2 separate regions of the Zea mays genome follow, and region 2 is linked to region 1. The links are chromatin contacts, called in public Hi-C maps. All regions are on one chromosome and are shown on one strand. The core of a region is the stretch at or near the end of the contact, and the rest is flanking DNA. Distances in the headings are between cores, read along the strand shown. Region 1 holds the start of LOC100282610 (nodulin protein). Region 2 holds the start of LOC100283955.

Region 1 (3,325 bases), core at 315-2,814:
CCGCGCGCCTGCGTCACGATCCCCTGCACGTAGAAGGCCACGCCGGAGCACACGATCCCCTGGAACGAACCGCCGCCGGATCAGCAGTTTAGTTTAGCTGCTACTAGCAGTAGCAGCTCGTGTGCATGGAGTCTATTGTCATTTTTGACGAAAGAAAAAGAATGGTGTACGGCGCGCGGCTCGTTAGGTAAGGATTGATTACGGAGTAGACGGCGGTGAAGAGGCGGGTGTCGAAGCCAATGACCCAGGCGCTCATGTCGCGGCGCTCCGCCACGAGCGCCACGCCGCCGGTCAGCACCGAGCCCAGGAAGCAGATCAGAGTCGTCAGCGTCAGCTCCGCAGGGTAGCTCTGCAGCGTGTTCGACTGCACGGAACGAACGAACATGTAATCACATTCATTCACACAGGGAAGGGATAGTGTTAGCGCCTGCTGCCTCTCCTTAATAATTACGGTACGTACCTGGAGGATGAAGAAGCCGGACCAGCACAGGCAGCTGCCGATGATCATGCAGATGCCGTTGAGCCAGGAGGCGCTGCTCTGGCTCTCCACCGCCGCCGCGGGGACGTGGTGGTGAAGACGACCCGCGGACCACGGGAACGGCACCACCGGGCCGTGGTAGAGGATCATCAGCACGGCGCCGGCGACGGTGCAGACCGTGCCGACCACCTTGGCCTGGCTGCGGAGGCTCCGGAGCCTCAGCCTCTCCATCCTCAGGGCGAGGGCCAGCAGGAACGTGATGGCGGGGAGGATGTTGACCAGCGCCGAGGCGAAGGTCGCGGACGTCAGCTTCGCGCCGAGGTAGTACATGTTCTGGTCGAGCACAGGCCTGATGAAACGGATTATATGCACGTTAGTGGAACAGCAGATTTTCCTTTGTACTGTTCACTACTGCAGCAAAAATAAAATAAAAATGAATACATGCATACTCGAGCACGGCGAGCCCCATGATCTTGAGGAAGATGAGCGGCGTCATCTTGGGCCTCACTCGCCTGCAATGAAATTGATGATAAGCCTGGTCACCATAGCAACGATGACTTCATTACGAGAAAAAGAACCAACAGCGATGCAACATATGCATGCATGATTTTCTGTTCTATACGTGCAGCAGCAGGATGCTTCTCAGGTGCGGCAGTTAAATCAGCCAGTGTTCAAGTGTTAATTAGCTAGGCCCTGTCATCAGCTAGGTTGATCGCTGATCTGCGGCGAGCCGGCGACATACAGGTAGTAGGACGTACGTACCTCTCGAAGAGGAGGGCGAAGGGGGCCATGACGACGGTGGCGACGAGGTTGCGGTAGACGACGAGGACGAAGTGGTTCATGCCGCGCTTGAGGGAGGCGACGGAGACGATGTACATCCCGGAGAACCCCACCTGCAGCAGCACCATCGCCAGGTATGGCTTCACGTCGTTCATCAGCTTCCCCACGCCCATGGCCGCGCGCTGATGTCGTACGTCCCCCGGCCCAGCTATAGCTAGCTAGCTAGCACGACCTGATGATGAAGGAGGCAGCAGTGCGTGGCCTAGCTAGAGCTAGCTAGCTCACTTGTGCTCCTCTACTCCACGGCGAGGAAGGCAGCTCGCTGTTCTGCCGGCTTTATAGCATGCGCGAGCAGCGCGCGGCGCACGTCAGGTCAACGTTGTCTCATGCATGCATGGCCCGAGCGCGCGACGTCACCGATGCAGGTTGCAGCGTAGAGCAGTAGCACACTACGCCACTACACAACTCCTCCAACTCCAACTCCAAGCCCATTTTCCGCGCAGCAGATCGGGTGCTCTCCACTCGCTCAAAAAATGAAAAAAAAAGATAATTACGTGTGTCGTCCCCATCGCAGACGAAAGTTCACGTCTCCATCACACAAGCATGATTACGTGCAACAACGCTCATATATACGTTGTAACGCTTCTCCGAATACCGGCATAGCTTGTCCGATTTTGACTCGGGATGGAAATAATGGATATACACTAGCCTTTTGGGATAGTATCAGTTCACTAGTTTTTTTTTTCTTAGATTGCGAATAAATTAAATAGAATATGGATTCTCTTATGCAAATTTGTAATTTTGTTTTTAGCATTAAGCTTGTAACGGTAACTCCAAGAAGAAGTCTCTTATTTAAGCCCTAAGTATCGTTTTGGACTTGATTTGATTTGGTTTAGGACCCTGAATATGTCATCATCTCCAATAATTGGGTCTTAAACATCTGTTTCTCAAATAATTTCAACTTCCCAGGCCACACGCACGTTGTATATCCTGTGCTTTTTCCCTTCGCGCGCCCAGTCCCTTTGGCATATTTAAGCAGGGTGTGGACCAAGCTGGCCGGTGGGTGTGGGACTCGCGCAACGTGGGAAAAAAATATAGGACTCAGGATGGTTAGGTACTATATTTATGACCCTATATATACTTCAAGCCCTAAACCGGTTTGATAAAATTTGACAAAATAGGACATCTGTTGAAGGCTGTTTTTCTCCCCTGAGCCTTATAATTTAAGATAGGACTTCGTTTGAGACCTTTTTTGGAGATGCTTAAAATGTTCATAAAAGATAACCTCAAAATTATCATATATTTTGTCAAATGATAGATATACAATTTGGATACATATTTTTTAAAATTTTTTAGGGAGCAAATAATACATAAAACGATTTATACAAAAATTTATTGTTATTAATAATAATGTGCTTGATAACATAGAAAAAATCATCATCATCAAATTTTATACATGTCTGCTTTAAAATATTAAATTTATCCTAATAGTCTGGATATTTTTTCTCCTTAATTTTGACAAGCTGAAACCAAAGGTAGCCCATCTATCTAGCAGAGGGTCCGCTTGGACAGCCGAAGTGCAGGGTGTTTTAGAGCAACTCTCTATTAGTGTCCCTATCAAACTCTCTAGCTAAATATGAATGCCTAGATAGAAAAATGATCATCTAAAACGGTTCATCTCGATATTAAGAGGCATATACTAATGGGAGCGATGTGTCAAGCCAACTTTAACTATTTAATTATGTTTGCATTCTATAACACCATTTTATTGATGTTATGAGGATAAGATACACAATGGGAGATGCCAAGAATAGTAAAGAATGAGTTAAGCTTTTGATATTCGCGCCCTCAGTGTGATTGTGATTGTATGACAATAATCCTATAATTAAACTATCGGTCTACAGGACTCTAAAACTCTTAAAATTTCTAAAAAAATTTATGATGTGTACCGAATAAAACTTACTATAATCATCGGCAAAGCCTACGCAATATATTTTGACCTACTAACTCTAGTGTTGGGCCTTAGCCAACAGTATGCACAAGCTACAATGAAAATTCAGACACACT
Region 2 (3,325 bases), core at 242-2,741, 250 kb after region 1:
TGCTAGAGAAAAATGTAAATTCTTAACAAACACAATAATGAGCTAACTAATAAGCTAGAAAACATCAATAACACCCCAGAAGGTCTTTTATTTGAAATTCCTGAAATTATTAAAAAGGATGCTTCTACTTCTTGCTTAGATTTAATTGATGTTAACTCTAATCCTTGCAATCAAGTCTTGGTTAAGAATGCTATTATAGAAACTTGTTATGATGGGATTGCAACATCAATGGACCCCCTCAGCATCTCAGTGCTACCCTTCCAAACCAGCATATGAAATGTTCTTCATTAGGTCGGTGGCCTTTGAGTCGGCTAAAAGGGTTTGAAAGACCTAGTCCCCTCTAAGATGTAAGTTTTTCATTTGGCTTGCAAGTCTAAATAGGTGTTTTGCTATAAATCGGCTAGCAAAAAGAGGGCTTGAGCACCCTGAACTTTGCCTGTTTTGTGATCAAGAGGATGAACCTATTCAACATCTATTGGTAGCATGTGTATTTGCTAGGTAGTTCTAGTTTCAAGTTCTATATCTAATCAACTTACATCATCTTAGCCTAGTGCTAGGGATGTCAGCTTTTAGGAATGGTTGCATGAAGTGAAGAAACGAGCTTTCAAGCCATAGAAAAAAGGTTCAACTCCAAGACGGTTTTAGTGGTTTGGTGGTTGTAAAAACACCATAATTTCTATGTCATTGAAGAAGGCATGGTAGACGTATTCAAGGTGTTGTAGGATCTCAAAAAGGATGCCATGAATTGGTGCCTTGCTAGGGTAGCCTGGGATAGCCAGGATCTGGCTTTGATTTGGGGTCTCTGATTGTGTTTGTTTTTAAGCATGGATGAGTTGTGTATATCCAATTTTAGTCATCGTAAAGTGCCAATCCTCTGTATCGGTCCATTATGGGCTTTCGTATTCTTCTTAATATAAAAATATGTAGTTCTTATTAACAACGAGACAAAGTTATTAAACCTAATTAATTTATGATTAGATAATGTTTACTGTATTATGTGACAAATTACATAGTAATTAGTTTTAATTGGTTTACTTATCATTTAGTTCTCATCTATCTAATTAGTTTTAGAATTAGACTGTACTTAATATTTCTAATTAGAGCATGTTTGGATCCTTGTGGCAAAATGTTTGCCGTCTAATTTTAGCATCTTAACCTCCAAACCGTCTGGCTAACAAATTGGCTAATTGTTAGCCGGAGGGCTAGCAAACTGTTTATTCATTAGCCATTTGATCTTGCTAATAAGTGCTAATAGATCGTATAAACAGAAAATGACATATATTAATCCAGTCTCCAAATATATCATGACTAATTTTTACTAGCTAATTATTTATCGGCTAATTATTAACTACTGATAAACAATAAGCCAGGAGGATCAAACTGGACATTAGTATCTAAACATCTGTGATAGGTACTAAATTTCAGGAGGATCCAAACACCCGCTAGACAAGCTAAAAATACTTCGCTAGACAGTAGACACACAGGAGATCTGCAAGTCAACCGAACAGACATTCGCTGGAAGCTCTGCTCGGAGTGAGGTCGCTGCGCATCTACCACACGATGCCGCCGCCTCTCCGCTGTCTCCTTCTCGCCTTCGTCGTCGTCCTCTCCGGCTTCCCCCGTCTCGCCCACCCCTTCACGGCTCTCGAGTCTGACCAGATCGCCCGCTTCCAGGAATACCTCCGCATCCGAACTGCGCACCCATCCCCCGACTACGCCGGCGCCAGCGCCTTCCTCCTACACTACGCCGCTTCGCTCGGTCTCCACACCACCACGCTCCACTTCACCCCGTGCAAGACCAAGCCCCTGCTCCTCCTCACCTGGCGAGGCTCCGATCCCTCCCTCCCCTCCGTGCTCCTCAACTCCCACATGGACTCCGTCCCCGCGGAGCCCGAGCACTGGGCGCACCCTCCATTCGCCGCGCACCGCGACCCGACCACGGGCCGCATCTACGCGCGCGGCGCACAGGACGACAAGTGCCTCCCCGTCCAGTACCTCGAGGCGATCCGGGGCCTGCAGGCCGCGGGGTTCGCTCCCGCCCGCACCATCCACATCTCGCTTGTCCCCGACGAGGAGATCGGCGGCGCGGATGGGTTCGACAAGTTCGCCCGATCGGAGGAGTTCCGCGCCCTCAACATCGGGTTTATGCTCGACGAGGGGCAGGCGTCGCCGACGGACGTGTTCAGAGTCTTTTACGCGGACAGGCTGGTGTGGAGGCTCGTCGTGAAGGCGGCGGGGGCGCCAGGGCATGGGTCGAGGATGTTGGACGGCGCCGCCGTTGACAATTTGATGGATTGCGTGGAGACCATCGCTGCGTTCAGGGATGCGCAGTTCAGGATGGTGAAGTCCGGGGAGAAGGGTCCTGGGGAGGTGGTCTCAGTCAACCCTGTGTACATGAAGGCCGGCATACCAAGCCCCACGGTAAGTAAGCAATGGTGCTACCTAATTTAGCTTTGATACAGTAAATCAGGTCCTGGTTTGAAACGGTGTTAGCGGATACAATTGCCCGCTACCGTTGCTAAACAATTTTGCAATTTGAATGTTTATACTCTCCACCAAATAGAAATAGTGACATACAGAACTTTATAGCTTTTCATCAAATATTTCAAAAATCTAGCGACCACCAGCAGATTGTGCATATTGTGCATATGGTCAGTACGAAACATTGTTTTACGCTACACTGTCTACAATGATAATCTGTGGCTTGTGTAGTCTCTAAAGACAGATTGTTGCAGGGTTTCGTGATGAACATGCAACCTTCAGAAGCGGAGGTCGGCTTTGACCTCCGCCTTCCTCCAACCGAAGACATCGAGCAGATCAAGCGGAGGGTCGAAGAGGAATGGGCACCATCTCACAAAAACCTGACCTACGAGGTGATTTTTTTTTATTTCCGCTGTCGTTTCGATCACCGGAACAAAAACAAACCGAGTCCTGCTGAAATGCGTCCCTTGTTGCTGGGCATTGCTGCAGCTGGTGCAGAAAGGTCCGGCGACGGATGTGTCCGGACGTCCCGTATCCACAGCGACGAACGCGTCGAACCCGTGGTGGCTGACGTTCGAGAGGGCCATCGCCTCCGCGGGTGGGGAGCTGTCTAAGCCTGAGATCCTGTCTTCGACCACGGACTCACGCTTTGCGCGGCAGCTGGGCATCCCTGCCCTCGGGTTTTCTCCGATGACCAGGACGCCCATACTGCTACATGACCATAACGAGGTAAATTAATTGGAACTTCTGAGCTTGAGACCAGGCCGCGCTATCTACTGGCCCGCTCTCCTTCCTTGCCTTGTCCAGCAGAACCAATGTTTTTTTCCCCTTTTATCTCGGTGTT

What was found. A called contact is a pair of places that touch in the nucleus more often than the background predicts.
Region 2: a Hi-C map of ear shows a contact between it and region 1, with 1.7 times the contacts expected there. The contact joins the promoter of LOC100283955 here to the promoter of LOC100282610 in region 1. A contact is called at or near these places in 2 of 25 Hi-C or Micro-C datasets (ear and leaf).

Annotation. Positions count from the first base shown.
Region 1 is chr6:121,271,807-121,275,131 of Zm-B73-REFERENCE-NAM-5.0, forward strand. LOC100282610 (nodulin protein) reads right to left here and starts at 1,565. Exons shown (of 6, transcript NM_001155518.2): 1 at 1,241-1,565; 2 at 928-990; 3 at 461-827; 4 at 203-364; 5 at 1-59. The coding sequence starts at 1,431.
Region 2 is chr6:121,522,115-121,525,439 of Zm-B73-REFERENCE-NAM-5.0, forward strand. LOC100283955 reads left to right here and starts at 1,492. Exons shown (of 4, transcript NM_001156853.2): 1 at 1,492-2,421; 2 at 2,736-2,873; 3 at 2,971-3,210. The coding sequence starts at 1,561.